Regions from separate parts of the Mus musculus genome. Here regions 2 and 3 are each linked to region 1. Evidence: chromatin contacts called from public HiChIP or PLAC-seq and promoter capture Hi-C data. All regions are on one chromosome and are shown on one strand. Each heading gives the region's core, a stretch centred on a gene start, on an enhancer-like site or on the middle of the called end of the contact. The rest is flanking DNA. Distances are from core to core; before and after follow the strand shown.

Region 1 (5,025 bases), core at 1,471-3,970:
AGTCTCAGAGCCTTCGCAATAGCTGTCCCCTCAGCCTGAAGTCCTCCAAGTGGCTACTATCTTTTGAATACTGTAGCCTCGGCTCACCAATGGGGGATAGGTTGCAAGATCCGCAGAGGGAGTCTAAAGCATCAGACAGCACCAAATCCTATGTGTGTTTTTCCTATCTCTCCATAGGAATAATTTACAAAGAGACTGATAATAACCATTAATAAGATCGAACAAATGTCACAGTATACTGTGATCAAAGCTGCAGAACGGTGGGCTCCCTCAGAATGGCTGCCAAGGGATCAGCAGGTAGGTGGCACAGCCACACAGCATGGGCACACTGTGTGGGAGCATGGGCCATGAGCTGGCATTGTGTGACATTTTTTTCATGTTCCTCAGAATAATACCCAATGCAAACATTGTAAGTTGTCTATTCCTAGAATGTTATGTTGCATTTCTTTCACAGCCGACCTTTAACTGGCTACAGAAAGTGAGGTGGAGAGCGGGCAGGTAAGTGAGCCGGAAAGCAGGTCTCTGTCCCAGTTGTGAATTCTCAGAGACCTTTCTCATCACGTCCCTACCACGGCAACCCTGGTCATTCCACACTACATTACTTTCATCTTTGTATTTTCTACTTTCTACAATTACCAGTGTTTGGGTGTCTGTCTCATCACCACATGCCTCCAGGTGCCAAGAACACAGCCTGGTGCACAGCAGGTACACAGCCCTGTCTGTTAATTGACCTACCCCTTCATCTTGCCATGGAAGCAAAACCTGATGACGTCAAGGTCAAAGTCTCTGTTCATATTAGAGTGTCTAATATGTGAGTGTCTAGACAGTCCTTTTTATTTTTGGCATTTTTGGCAAAGTGACTTTCTGCTGGAATTTAACAAAACCAGACAACGCCTGTCTCCCTAGAACCTGCTCCTTGGAAATAGGGCCACCTCTCCTTGAAGCTACAGAGACTCTGGTTGCCCGGCTTCTGTGTAATAGAGAGACAGAGATAAGACAAAGAGCTTACAAATCCCTCTGGAATAGCCTGATGCCTGAAAGAGAGGCGTGGTGCGGTCCTGGAGCCTTCACCCAGAGGCAGCCTTAGCTAGAAACGTGCCTAGACACATGGACTGATTCAGACAGGAGCCAAGCAGGGCGCACTGACCCAACCAGTGCTAGGAATCTTAAAAACCAGACTGAAGGAAATCTAGGGTAGAATATAGGGGGACAGGAAGGGCCTTTCCTTATTTTCCTTAACCCAACAGTTTCTCATTTTTGTCCCCAAACTGGGACAGAATTCAGGGCCTTGAACCTGTTGAGCTACGCACTCCTGGCCTCTACAAAGAGTCCTAACCCACTAGGAGTTAAATGCTCCGATTGAGGCGCAGAGGGGAGAGAGAAGAGGTGACCCCTCTTCTCAATCAAGGTTGTAATAACATCTGTGCCCCAAAAGGTTAAGAACGTGGTTGTGGAAGGCACATAATTAGGCTAACTAGTCACCATCCTAAACATGACCCAAAACTGCCACAGTCACGAGAAAGGAAAAGTGTTCCACCATCCAAAGAAAACAAAGCTACTTCCAACAGGAATTGGCTGTCATAGTCTCTGCACTCGGAAAAAAAAAAAAAAAATCAACAGAGTATCCGCCCAGCCTGCCCAAGGCCCATCCCTTCCATCCCTTAAGCACAGGTCTCCAGGGAAGGCAGTGTTCCTTTGTTTTCCAGTCTGTGGGCAACTGGCTGGGCGTGGAGCCAGAGGTGAGGGACCTGTGTGGAAGAGAATCCTGCAGGGTGCTGAGCCTTGCAGGCTAGAAGCTGCCCACGGGTGGGCTCGGGCTTTGCCTGGACAGAGATACCCAAGAGCCCACAGAACAGGGGGGACAATGCGTCTGCTGCAGAGGCAGCGCCCTGGCCTGCTTTCTTCCCGCAGCTCCTGCCAGGGATCTGGGCAGCATTCCTGCCCCCGCGTTCCATCCAGCACCGCAGTCTTACTCATGGGCCTTGGTGCTTTTAGAAGTCGTTTGGGGACCTTTCAAAATTGGCACGGCCATGTTTTCTCCCTGGGGGCCCCCCTCAGCTTTCAGAAGCTGCTCTGCTACGTTGGTATACAGGGACACTCCCTTCCTCTGACCCTTCTTGGCTTTGGAAGAGGAGGACCTGGGAGGTGGCAGATGTCCCAATAAAGGCTGGAAGGAGCCCCGTGAGTGCTCGGGCGGTTGAGCCAGAGAGCTGCGCCAGCACTCGGGGTAACCTCCGGGGAGGGCGCAGTCCACACACATCCTGGCTTCCAAGAGCAGGCCTTGGGTGTCTGCCCATTATCAGACTCTCCGGCTCAACCCTAGGCTTTGAGCCCCAGAGGGGTGTCCCTCAGCGTGGAGTTGTCCTTCTGTACTTGCATTAATACACCCCCAGGGGTGCTTAGTATCCATTTCCAAGCTTCCCCATGGTCATGAAGGGCACCTTCATCACCAGGACTCACCCCAACTTACTGTGCACCGCTTAATTGGAAGGACATCTAGACGCCATGTCCAAAAGTGCACACACTCATTCCTTTCGTTAAAGTCGGCCTCTTTCAGGATCCTATTCTGTCTTCACACCCAGTGTGAAGTCACGAGGGGCTGGGACGATACACAGTCTCTTTCTTCTTCACAGGGGCTTGGCAGCCTTCTCTTCTCCACTGTAGACCTCGGGGAGTGCTTGAATGGGGCCAATGCCAACTGCCTCTGTAGATGTCAGACTCACGCATGCGCACTGTGCACTGAAGGCCCCCATTGCCTAAGCCCCTGTCCCACTGGCTGACAGGTGGGTGCCCTGATGGGTGTCCACACAGAGGAGAGGCTGAGCGGAGGACAGGATGCAGTAGGGAGCTTGCTCAATGTGGAAGCCCCCTTTGGAAGCCCTCCTCCACAGTTCTTCCTGGAGATCGCTCACACCTTGCCCCTACACCCCTTTTCAGATCAGGATAGTATTGGCTGCCCCTCCACCGACCCTGAACTGCTTCATTATGACTTGAGACAAATTTTCCCTAGACCCTCCCTACACTCTGCACTTGGTACCATCATTAAACTGCCCTTGGGGCGATCCAGTTGTTGCTTTCCAGGACCAATTCCGGGCTGGCCTGTCTTAGGTACTCCACACCCTGCTTTGAATAGGTGATTTTTTTTTTTTTTTTTACTTTAGTGCAGTACTTGCAGGGGAGTTGAATCCAGGGTCCTGAGCATCCCAGGTAAGCTCCTGTTGTCACTGAGCTATATCCCAGTCTCGAAGCATGAACGACAGAGAAGGATGGTTGAGCCCGGAGAGATGTGATGGCTCACCTATTGAGACGGCTTTTTGTAACTCCAGCACCAGGAGACCCAACACTCTCTTCTAGCCTCCTCAGGCACCCACACATGTGGGCATACCAGCACACAGACAACATACACAAAATTAAAATAGCTTTGAAAAGGAGAATGCTATCCCGGCATGGTGGTAGACAACTTTAACCCCAGCACTCAGGAGACAGAGGCAAGCAGCTCTCTGTGAGTTCAAGGCCAGCCTGGTCTAGAAAATGAGTTCTAAGACAGGCAGGGCCACATAGACAGACACTGTCTAAAAATAAAGTGTTGTGCTTCTATTCATATATCATAAAATTCACCCTTTTAAGAATACACTGTAGGAGCTGGGCATGGTGGCACACACCTTTAATCCCAGCACTTGGGAGGCAGAGGCAGGTGGATTTCTGAGTTCGAGGCCAGCCTGGTCTACAGAGTGAGTTCCAGGACAGCCAGGGATATACAGAGAAACCCTGTCTCGAAAAGCCAAAAAAAAAAAAAAAGGCCCTACAGTGTAGGGCCTTTGCTATACTTAAACAGCCATGACCACTAACTGAAGCCTTCATCCCCCTATATTCACAAGCAGTCCCTAGCAACATGACCCTTCCATCCCTGTCAAGTCCAATTTGTCCCAATCTGTGTCTGAACTTGACTATTCTGGACATGTCACATAAGTCGGATCATATTGTATGTGATTTTTTTGGTGTCTGGTTTTTCTTTCATTTAATGTCATGCTTTCAAAACTCATCCATGTATCAGTAACTCCTTAATTCTTACTGCTGAATAGTTTTCCATCATGCACATGTCCATGTGTGCACGTACATGCACACGTGTACACACACTGCATTTCATCTCTGGATACTTGAAAAGGCTACGGTGGGTATTTTATATACTTTATATGAACATCTATTTTCTTCTTTATTTTTTTTTATTCTATGTGTATGAGGTTTTTGCCTGCATGTGTGTATGTGTACCATGATCATGCTTGAGCTCCATATAGTTGTAAGCCCGCATGTAGACGCTGGAAATTGAACCTGGGTTCTCTATAAGAGCTTTAAAGTGCTGAACCATCTCTCCAGCCTCCTCGCACCCACCCCACACTGTTATTTTGAGTCAGAATCTTGCCATATACTCTAGGCTAGCCTCTAATTCATGATCCTCCTGCCTCAGCCTCCTGAGCAGTGGAGTTACAAATATATGACACTAGGCCTTGCTGAACATGTTCTCAGTACTCACGGCACATACGGAGGAGGGGAAATTGCTGGGTCACATGATCTCTCTTTGGTCATTGTTTTCAGGAAGAACCCTGTATTTTAGGTTTCTGTGTTTCCCACATCATACATAGTGTGTTCTTTCCCATGTGGCCACAGGTATTGACATCTGCATGGTGCAGTACCCATACAGATCAGGGCATGGAACAAAGGACATCTTGACAACTGCAGATCTGCCTTTAGATACACATCAGCTGATCAGACTACACAAAGGAAAACACTCATAGTAGGGCTGGGGAGATGGCTCAGTGGTTACGAAGCACTGACTGCTCTTCCAGAGGTCCTGAGTTCAATTCCCAGCAACCACATGGTAGCTCACAACCATCTGTAATGGGATCTGATGCCCTTTTCTGGTGTGTCTGAAGACAGCTATAGTGTATTTATGAATACAAATAGTGTATTCATAAACATAAAATAAATAAGCCTTTAAAAAAAGAAAGAAAAGAAAAAAAGAAAATG
Region 2 (5,025 bases), core at 1,219-3,718, 1.7 Mb after region 1:
CGTCTCAGCCCCTCCCCCCTGAGCTGAGAAGAGAACAAAGCTGGTTGGGGGCTGCAAACCGGGCTTTGTGTAGCTGGGGCCTGCTAGTCTGTGTTGAGGGGTCCTTCCCAAGCAAATCTGACTGGGGGAAGGGAGTGTGTGTGCACACACATGCACTCTTGCTTCTGCTTCCTTTTGGAGGAGACAGAACTTTACTAAAAGCCTCCCAGAAACTCAGCTCCGGGGTCCTTACCCTCTTGCTCACCTGTAAACCTGCCTGCATGTTCACACACGAGCTTGACCCCTGTCTCCCTTCAGCACGAAGACACATACATAATGCATGCACACAAGGTACCAAGTCACACAGCCCAGACATGACAGCATGGCTGAGCTTGTGGCCTAGGTTTGACAAACAATTCTTGGGCATTCTTGGGGAGGGATGAGTGTAGGCAGAAAGCGCAGTGTTCTTGGCAGGTGGGTCAAGAACCGGTCACTTAAGTGCTCTTGCTGCTTGGTGGTGACTCGGAAAACCCCAGAGTTTTCAGGCATCAGGAAGCTAGAAGCCAACTTCCAGTGCTTACACGGGAGTAGGCTGGGGCCAAATTCTCTTCTCCCAAACACTGAGGTTTGCAGAGATGGAAGGAGCCTGGGGCACAGAAAGCATCCCTCTTCTCACCTCTTGCTCAGGCTCAAGACTAGACCAGTAGCAAAGACCTGAGGTGAGATCTCAGGATGCCCCAGCTGTATCAGTAGAACCTGAAGTGGCATAGGATCTGGTGAAAGCCGCTCACACAGGACAGGAAGAGATCTGTTCCATGTTTGAAGGCAGAGCCTATAACGAGTCCCTGCTTCATTTCAAGGGAATTCAGTAGCTTTCCTTCCTCAGGCTCCTGAAAGGGGGGGGGGGGGGGGGCTTGCCGTGGCTTCACACTCACTCTGGAAGTCTCTTCCATATCACCTGAGTCCTACTCAACCTCCACCCTCTCTTCCGAAGCCATATCACCTTAGTGCAATCTGGTTTCTCACCTGACATTCGGGTCTCCTCCCAAGGAAACTTCACATCCCCCCCCCCCCCCAGCCAGACTGGTTATTGACTGTCCCCTTCCCAAACCGTGCTTATTTCTTTCTGTCTTAAACCTTTGTCTCACGCCCTTTCTAGGATCCAAGACACCTTTCAGATTCCACCTGTCACTACCCAACTCCCTCCAAGGTCCAGTTCAAGGATTTCCTCCTAAAGTCTCCCGGCCCTATCCTATCATGCAGACCACCCATAAAGGACCAAGACCTCCAAGAAGCCATGGTGGTTGGGGGAGAAACAGCTGCCCCTCCCCCCATGCAATGGACCAATGCCCCCTGGCCTTCCTCCCCCTCCCCATTTCCTGCTGGGTCTGCAGCCCCCCTCCCCTCCCCTTCCCTCCTGATGACAGATTTATTCCCTGCTCCAGACAAAGAAAGCACAGGCAGGCACTAGAGACACCTGAGTCCAGCTCTCTGAGGACCCTTTCCTGGGCACCCAGGGCTGGGCAGGATGAGGTGTTAGGTGTAGACTGCAGGCGGCTGCAGTTTTGGCAGTGGGTAGCTGGATCTAAGAAGCAGCTACTCTCCAGCTGCTGTGAACTCAGGCGGTTCTGAACTCCAAGGATTCCAGCCAGAGGAGGTCGGGGAGCAGAACTCACCATCTAAGCACTCTGCCCCCAGAGAATAGCAGATACTGTGTTCTAGTGATGTGGGGGATGTCAGGCAGAGTTCAAGAGATGGCATTATCCCCGTCTCGGGTCTTCTGAAGTCCCCTAAAGTACTGTCTTCTGCTCCACACCTGATCTCTTAAGGAGCTCAGCATAAACTAAGTTTCTCCTCTTTCAGTCACTAGTTTCCTTTGAGCACCTGCCCACTCTCTACTTTCTCACCAATAATCCTCGCGGTCGCAGGTAGTTAACCCAGACTTGGTGAGGTGCCCGGAGCTTCCTACTTGGCTCACTTTCTTGCGTTTAGAGAAGGACTCTTACGTCTGAGCTGCGGAGTTCCCCTTGATGGCGCCCAAGGGAAACCCTCTAGGTGTGCGGTCCCGCCCTCCAGCCTGGAGTCCCTGCGCTCTGCACACTCACCGGTGATGAGCACCGCGCGAGTGGCCACCGGCAGGCGAGGAGGGCGCGCTAGGCGGGACAACGCGATCCAGCCAGCACCAGCCAGCACCACGAGTGCCGCCGGCGGGGGCAGCAGGCGCTGGCACAGCCAGTCGAGAGCAGCCAGCAGGGCCAGTGCCGCCAACAACGGGCGGCCCAGACGCAGGTCTGAGCGCAGCAGCTGCAGCAGCGCGCGGGCAGCCACCAGCAGCCAGGCGCCGCCCGACGGCCAAGGCCAGCGCTCCATGACTTCGGGGCCGGGCTGGGGCGGGGCGGGGGCCTGGTTGGGGAGCGCCGAGAGGGACTCGAGGCTAGGACACGGAATGCAGAGGAACACCGGCCTGGGGTGGGAGGGATACTCGCTTTCTTTGCGGGGTCCTCGGACCCAGCTTATAAAGCGCCCTGGGGGCGGGGTTGGGGCGGTGCGAAGGCGGGGCTAGGGTGGGGCTTTCCTCCACTTCTATCTTAGCACCCCACGCCAGGCAGGTGCCCCCCCGCCCAGCCCCCCTGTCTAGATCCGTTTTCGAAGAAGCCGGAACAAAGTCCCCAAGTTGCATGAGGCGGAGCCGTCAGTCGCCAGCTTCGCCCGGGAAAGGGCCAGTCTGCCCAACCCTGTGCCTTACATCTCATTCACTCCTGTGCGCCTATTGGCATGCCAAGGACTCTGAGCCTCCGAGCTCAGGAGTGCACATCCTGCTCACGCTTCCTCAGGGATACTTAACACACACATACCACCAACATCAGCACCACCACCACCAACTTTCATTCAAGTATTCCACATTGCTGTGGCTGTGACTGCCATGACTTCCAGAACACTGCATGGAAGCAGCCAGAGTCTGCTGCCAGCCACACCCGCCCCCGCATGCAGTGCCAGGCATGGCCTTAGGTCCCTGGTACACACGCCCAAATGTGCACTCTCACCTGGGTAGTTCTCAGCCACAGCTAGGAGAGAAGGGGGGTTCTGTTTCACTTCATTTTCTTCCATAGTCTAGAACTGGGGATGGAGGGAGAGGAAGGAGGAGGAGGAGAGAGACATACATACAGAGAGACAGAAACACACAGAGAAAGACAGAGATGGAAAGGTCAATGAAGGCATCAAGGTCTCCTTTTTTCTTTAGCTTCATCTACCCCCTCCCCAGGAACCAGTTAATGGGAAGACCTGGGAGAAGGGTCAGGACAGGGTGGTCCCTGATCTGCTACACTGAGTCCCCAGGGGATGAATTAAGTAGTGTGTGGGTGCATTTCCCTCCCTGTGTGTATGAAGGTCCTTGTTTGTGTGTGGCCTGGCACCCTGCGCCACCCCCGTGTCTGGCAACCTGTGCCTAACATGCATGCCAGGGCTCTGGCAGGCACTGGGGGTTAAGTGCAGAGCGAGGAGCAAAGCCGAGCTGTGGAGATCCCTACGTCTGTGAACCCCCAGACCTTCCCCCCTTGACACACACACCTCCCCATTCCTCATCTCTATCCTTTCTAGGTCCTGAGAGGGTCATAGATTCCTTATCACAGCTCTCTGTCCTGCGGTTCATTCTCTTCCCTGTATCCAGAATCCGGTCCAGTGTTTCATGTAAACACTCAAAGCCCTCCCTTCCATCCGGGTGTGGGTTCCTGAAGAGCCAGTGAACTCTTCGGGAAGGAGCTGGTGTCCAGACTCTCTTGAGAGGAAGAACTCTGCATGAAGACCCCTGTTCCCCACTCAGAGTCACTCCTCTGTCCCCACTCAGAGTCACTCGTGTGTTTCCATCCACCCATCCTCTGTCTATAAATATGGACAATGGTGGAACCCTGGCCTGGGTGTCAGGACTTGCCTGAGTAAGCTGTGTGTCCCTGACCTTGGGTGTGTGGCTTTGAGTTCTTTTATATCTGTGTCTATGGGGTTCTATGCCCTGTGTCATGTATGACCTTATGTGTGCTTGCACATAAGTGTGTATGTGCTACGTGTGCTTCCTATAGCTTCTGTCTCCTCTTCTTGCTTCTAGGAACTCAGAGAAACAATCCTTTTCTAAACCCACTGACTCCGGTTGTTCTGAGTCAATTGTCCAGGTCAAGAAATGAATGACATGCCTTGCTTTAACTAAGTTATCCTCCTTAGAATCCAGCTACAGTTTTTCCAGCCTCAGCCACTTTAAGTACTTTCCCTAAGGTAGGAAAAAGAGAGAGAGAGAGAGAGAGAGAGAGAGAGAGAGAAAGCAGAGTCCTAGGGGGAATAGTCAAGCTTCCCCCGCCACACACACACACCAGTTCTCAGAGCAAGAAATAGACACAAGAGAGCAAGGTGGGGAGAATGGGAAGCAGGGCTCTACCCTAGTCCCATGAAGTACCTGGGGAAACCCAGGACAGGGAGAGAGGGAGACTGGCTGAGAGTAGATGGGTGGAGGGAATTGTCTTTGAGTAGGATGCTTCTAGAACAAATACTTCTTCAGGTGGAACTTTTCCAAGTCTTGATGAGATTGGTTTACCTGCCACACTTACATGACACCCCTTTCCTGAGAACCCCATTTTCTAAGTCAGGAGACCAGGGCACCTTCCTCCCAACTCCCTGCGGCCTCCTCAGCCTCTGACCCTTCCCCTTCATCAGGTGGAGGTGCTCTGGAAGTGGAAAGTGTTTCAAATAGTCATAACTGGGAGGGGCTGGCCCAGCCCTGTCTGAGGCTTGGTGCCAAGTTGAGCCTGCCTTGGAATAGGGAACTAGCTTCTGCCAGAATCAGGACTCTGGGTTGGTAGGGGTCTCCATGGAAAAGCAAGAAAGTGGAGCGGGACAGAGGGCAGAAGCCCTAGCGGATAAGGCAGGTAGCCAGAAGGAGGAGAACTCCTGGAGGCTCTTGGTCCCAAGCACTCAGACCACAGTCTGAATCCTTTGTCTCGGCTCCCAGCCCCACCCCCACCCCTTCGATCAGAAACCTGGTTAGCCAACCATTGCGTGCCG
Region 3 (5,025 bases), core at 758-3,257, 1.0 Mb after region 1:
ATCACAAATGGGTCGGGTACCAAAGAGAAAATTATTCCTTACTTCAAGGAATTACTTCTCTGTTTTGGCCATTCAATCTCTACAACAAAGAATAAATTCTTAGCTACTTATCAAAAAAATATTAACTTATAGAAAGCATTAGGATACTATTTCCTCTTGTAAGGAGGCAGAGGCAGGAAGATCTCTGAGTTCAAGGTCAGCATGGTGAGTTCCAGGACAGCCAGGGCTACACAGAGAAACCCTGATTCTAAGAGCATCATTTACACAACTTTTATAGAACATCTCCACACTCTAGAATTTCCTCTACCAAGAAACTTAGCAGACCAGCCACATAAATGAAACATGCTTTTGGTTTAAAAAAAAGGGGGGGGGGGCAGGGACAGGCTGATCTCTGAGTTCAAGGCCATCCTTGTCTACAGAGAAGAGTCCAGCCAGGGCTAAACACAGAAGCCCTGTCTCCAGTGGGGAAGGGTATGGAGAGGGGATCAGGCTTATGGTTTCCATCTTTGTCTCTCTTTTTCTCTTTGGTTCGAGGTGCTAGAAATGAAACCCACTTGCATGGCAAGTACTGCCTTCTCTCTCCACCAGGGTGGTGATTTTTCCACACATTTGCCAGGAAAGAAAAATCAAATATAACTCAAGTAAACAGCCTAAGACCCATGTCGGGAAGCAAAAGCTATCTGTATGAAATCACAATGGAACTTGAACAAAATAGGAAGCCTGGGTAGATTCCTCAAGGACCTCACCAGGTAAAGAAGTAAAAATGACCCCAGGAAGCAGTTGCAGACTTTAAAATCTGCTCCCCCTAAGTCTTTAAATCCGAGATCGATTGGCTCTCAGATATAAGGAGCCAAACAGCTGAGCATATATAGCCTGTTAGATGAGCTGCCCAAAACTGAGAGGGGTCGTTCTCCCCGCCCCCCAATAACAGCGGAGATTGCATTCTCTCCAACACATAACCCAGTGATCTCGATTGGTTCCCCAAGACTTGTTAAATTAGGTGTTTTCTATTTATACTGACCCATTACACAACGCGGTGACCAGCCTTTTGGCTTGGTGTGCAGAGTAACAGAAATTTTCCGAACATTTCCCAAATATTTCCTGATAATTGTGACATGAGATGGTCCAATGAGACGACAAAATACAGGAGACACTCAAAAGAGTAAGAGCACCGTGTTCCCAAACGCCAATACCTCAGCACTCTAAAAGTCCCAACCGGAGTCAGAGGTTTCAACAGCCCCCAAGAAGCTGCATTCCTGCATTCACACACCCGCCCTGCTGTCTCTGCCCTCCTCACACACAACGGCTTCTTCCTCCTCCTCCTCCTCCTCCTCCTCCGCCACCTCTCAGTGCTCCAGGGAGGTTCACCCAGGCTCGCACGGTCACGGACTGCGAAGGGCTCAGTCCTTCAGCCTTCACGCCCGCTTCTCTCACACTCAAACCTCCTTCACCGTCTCCGTCTCTCTCAGGGTCGCACACACTCCAGAGCCACCCTCACGCCCACGGTTTTCCTCCTCGCACTCTGGGTTTTTCCGTCTACACACACACACAAACAAACACACACACACACACACACACACACACACACGGCCCCTTACACTCACCATCTCACAGTTTTTCACAAACAGTCCCCCTTACACTCGGGATCTTGCACACTCACAAAGCCACCCTCGGGGTCTCTCTCCCCACACACGCGCCCGCGCGCGCGCCTGCGTCTTCCTCACACGGCGGTCCACTCCAGGGATCCACGCTCCCGGCGTCCTCTTCTCAGCCGCCGCGTCTCTCCCGCGCCCTCCGCCCCACGCGGTTTCCGGCCCCGCATCCAGCACGCGGCCACGGAGGCCACGCAAGAGTGTTCGGCCGCACACCAGAACGACCCCGAGCCGAACCGGAGCCAGCCCCTCACCTCCTCGGCCTCGCCAGCTACCTCCTCGTGGCCCGGAGCTTCCAGGATGCTCGGTCGCGCCGTCGCCCCGGCGGCCGCTCAAGCCCCGCCCACGCCACGTCACTCGCACCGGATCGCGACAGCGCGCGCCGCCAGGGGACCCGGCTCGGAGCGGGGGCCCCAGGCGGCGTTGCTTCCGGGCACTGGAGCACGCCGGGGCCCTGGGCGATCCGCGTACCGTTACGGAGCAGCCTCCAGCAGGCCGCGCCCGGACTCTCCCCGCGGGCTGTGACTGGGGTGCGGTCACCCTCACCTGGGATGGACACTCCCCGGCTCCCCACGCAGTCACTTGAAGCCTCTGGGGCTCCACGTGAGGATGCTGCTGCTTGGAGCTCTAACGGGCCCACACACACCTTCTCCTCCTTGGCCTTTGGGGACTGCACGCCCAGTGGGACCCCAGACAGTTGACACAAAGAGCTCTGGACCGCCTCCCTATCTAGATAACTGCCTCCCTTCAGCCCGGGAACCCAGGAAGAAATACACTCCCGGGACCGGTGCTCTGACACTCAGTTCAGACTCCATTAGACCCAGGAAGGCTGCCACTTCTGGCTCTCTTCGCTTTGTCCTGGTCTCCCCCGACCCTGCTGACACCCCTCTTGGGGATGCTGGGACATCCTGACCTTTTCTTCTCCCGTTGGTTGCTCCTCTATCTCCTTTTAGGTTATCTTTTTCCTCTAGTGGCGCTGGCGTTCATTCTAAGACTTCCTGCCTTTTATATTCCACCGGACCTTCTAACAACTGACCAGTCTGGCAGGGATAAATATAGTCTAACGAGACAGTTGTGCTTTTCTCGTAGGCTATCAGACTTTAAAAACAAAACAAAACAAAAAAAAAAAAAAAAAAACAAAAAACAAGAACAAAAAACCCAAGAAATCAGTATTTCCTCCAGGAATAGCCTGCTAGGAGATCAAGTGGACGAAACATCTAAAGGAGGAACATATCTCCTGGCTAAATATTTACAACTTGTCAGATACCTTGAAAGAAACAGACTTGGGAGTTTGTTTGCAAGGGACCCCATTCTTTCTGCATTTCTCGCTTAAGATTTAAACCTTATTGAGAGATAAGTAGTGTGCCGGGCAATAGTGCCCATACCTTTAATCTCAGCATTCAGGAGGCAGTGGGAAGTCACTCTATGTGAATTCGAGGCCATCCTGGTCTACAAATCGAGTCCAGGACAGCCAGGGTTCTGTTACACTTAAACTTTGGAAAAACCAAATAATTAACTAAACCTCTCCTAAAGTGCTCTCCTTCCTCCTTCCTGATGAATGAAAAAAACAGGGACATGATCACTCCTAGGTATGGTTGAAGAGAAGGTTTTTTGTTTTTTGTTTTTTGAGACAGGGTTTCTCTGTATAGCCCTGGCTGTCCTGGAACTCACTCTGTAGACCAGGCTGGCCTCAGACTCAGAAATCCACCTGCCTCTGCCTCCCAAGTGCTAGAATTAAAGGCATTGCACCACCACTGCCCGGCGAAGAGAAGGTTTTTATTGTAGCTATTAGGGAGAGCACAGCCAGAGGCATTTGGAAGAATCCAGCCTGAACATAGCCAACAGGATAGACCAGGCCATGAGAGGTGACAGGGTGGGGGAAAGCAGGAAAAGAGAGAGAGAGAGAGAGAGAGAGAGAGAGAGAGAGAGAGAGAGAGAGCAAGCAAATGAATGAAGAGAGGTGGCAAGGACCAAGAGGCCATGAGAAGAACCAAGAGAACACTTAGCCAAAATGTCAGAGAGTATACAGGAAAGAGAAGCTGGTGAGAAATACTAATTCTTTTTTTTTTTTCTTTTGGTTTTTCTAGACAGGGTTTCTCTGTATAGCTCTGGCTGTCCTAGAACTCACTTTGTAGACCAGGCTGGCCTCGAACTCAGAAATCTGCCTGCCTCTGCTTCCTGAGTGCTGGGATTAAAGGCTTGCGCCACCACACCTGGCTCGAGAAATACTAATACAATTTCTTGATTGGGTAGTAACAGAGCCTGGCCTCGTCCACTTTAACATGTTAATAGGAACCACACAGCCTTTGGTCCCAGGTTTCTTAGGAAGTTAACAACCTATAGGCGTAGGATGCAGTCCTTGAGGACCCCTTGTTGGTGCTGCCCCTTTTGGGTTCTCGTCTTCGAAACCTTGATCAGTCTCTGACGCAGCTCAAAGGGGCCCTGAGTTCAGGCTCCAGCTCCAAAGAAGGAGCATGGCAGGAATCCAACAGATCTGAGGATGAGGGAGGCTCCCCAGCACAAGCCAGCAGCCAGACTCTGATTCCCTAGCAAGAGGAAGGGTAGTACGGGGGGTGAGGGGTGGGGAGCAGGATATGAGACCACCAATACTTCTTTGATGTAAGCTCCCTACCCCACCTGAGAAACGCCATTACCAAGAGATCCACAATGAGTCAGGCAGTGACTATTAGAATTTGGGGAGGGGAAACTGCTGTAGGTATTGCAGCCTGGGCAGCAGCTGGACACCCTTACATCCTTACACACCTTCTGGAAGAATAAGTGAGCCTGCATAGATTTAGGTCAGTTGAGCCTGACCCTTCACTTATGGAATCAGTCCCTCCAGCATCGCCTCTCCATTCAATAAGAGCCACCCATTTGTCCTTGCAATAGCTATATATAGAAATCTGGCTTCCAGTGATTGCTGTCTCCCATCCACATAGGGAATCTGCTGAGCCCAAAGCTGGTACAAGACACCAGACCAGGGACCTGAGGCTTTCCAACATCAGCATTCTTGGTCAATGGGCACGCCCTGCAGGATAGATCTATCAATCAGATAAGGAAGCTGAGGCTCAGGGAAGTCAAAAGGCCACCCAAGCAAACGGGCTGACACTGGCAGAATACCTTCTCTGCAGCTATGAAAATGAGGTACCCGTAGGGCTCAAAAAGAGCTGGCCTGGGGAAGGGGTGTGTGGGAGACAGGGCTCAGCAGTTAAGGGCACTGCCTGCTCTACCCAAGGACCTGGGTTCGATCCTCAGCACCCATATGTCAACTCATGGCTGTATCCTGTTCCCGGTGATCTGATACCCTCGCAGTTAAACTGCCAATGGACATAAAAAGATTTGGAATGAATGAGTAGCTGCCTGCAAGGTCATC

The links. HiChIP or PLAC-seq counts read pairs in DNA pulled down with a chosen protein or histone mark. Capture Hi-C pulls out chosen DNA fragments and counts their contacts.
Region 2: a contact with region 1 is called in a FOXA1 HiChIP or PLAC-seq map of pancreatic cancer cells. The contact joins the promoter of Hsd11b2 here to the promoter of 4930517G24Rik in region 1. A contact is called at or near these places in 2 of 39 promoter capture datasets (liver and pre-B cells) and 1 of 115 datasets of contacts at active chromatin or transcription factors (pancreatic cancer cells).
Region 3: a promoter capture Hi-C map of adipose tissue shows a contact between it and region 1. The contact joins the promoter of Slc7a6 here to the promoter of 4930517G24Rik in region 1. A contact is called at or near these places in 1 of 39 promoter capture datasets (liver) and 1 of 9 other capture datasets (adipose tissue).

What each region holds. Positions count from the first base shown.
Region 1 is chr8:107,203,025-107,208,049 of GRCm38.p6, reverse strand. It overlaps 4930517G24Rik (RIKEN cDNA 4930517G24 gene), which reads right to left and starts at 2,720. Exons shown (of 3, transcript NR_166499.1): 1 at 2,461-2,720.
Region 2 is chr8:105,516,189-105,521,213 of GRCm38.p6, reverse strand. It overlaps Hsd11b2 (hydroxysteroid 11-beta dehydrogenase 2), which reads right to left and starts at 2,468. Exons shown (of 5, transcript NM_008289.2): 1 at 2,085-2,468. The coding sequence starts at 2,349.
Region 3 is chr8:106,165,836-106,170,860 of GRCm38.p6, reverse strand. Slc7a6 (solute carrier family 7 (cationic amino acid transporter, y+ system), member 6) reads right to left here and starts at 2,007. Exons shown (of 10, transcript NM_178798.4): 1 at 1,907-2,007.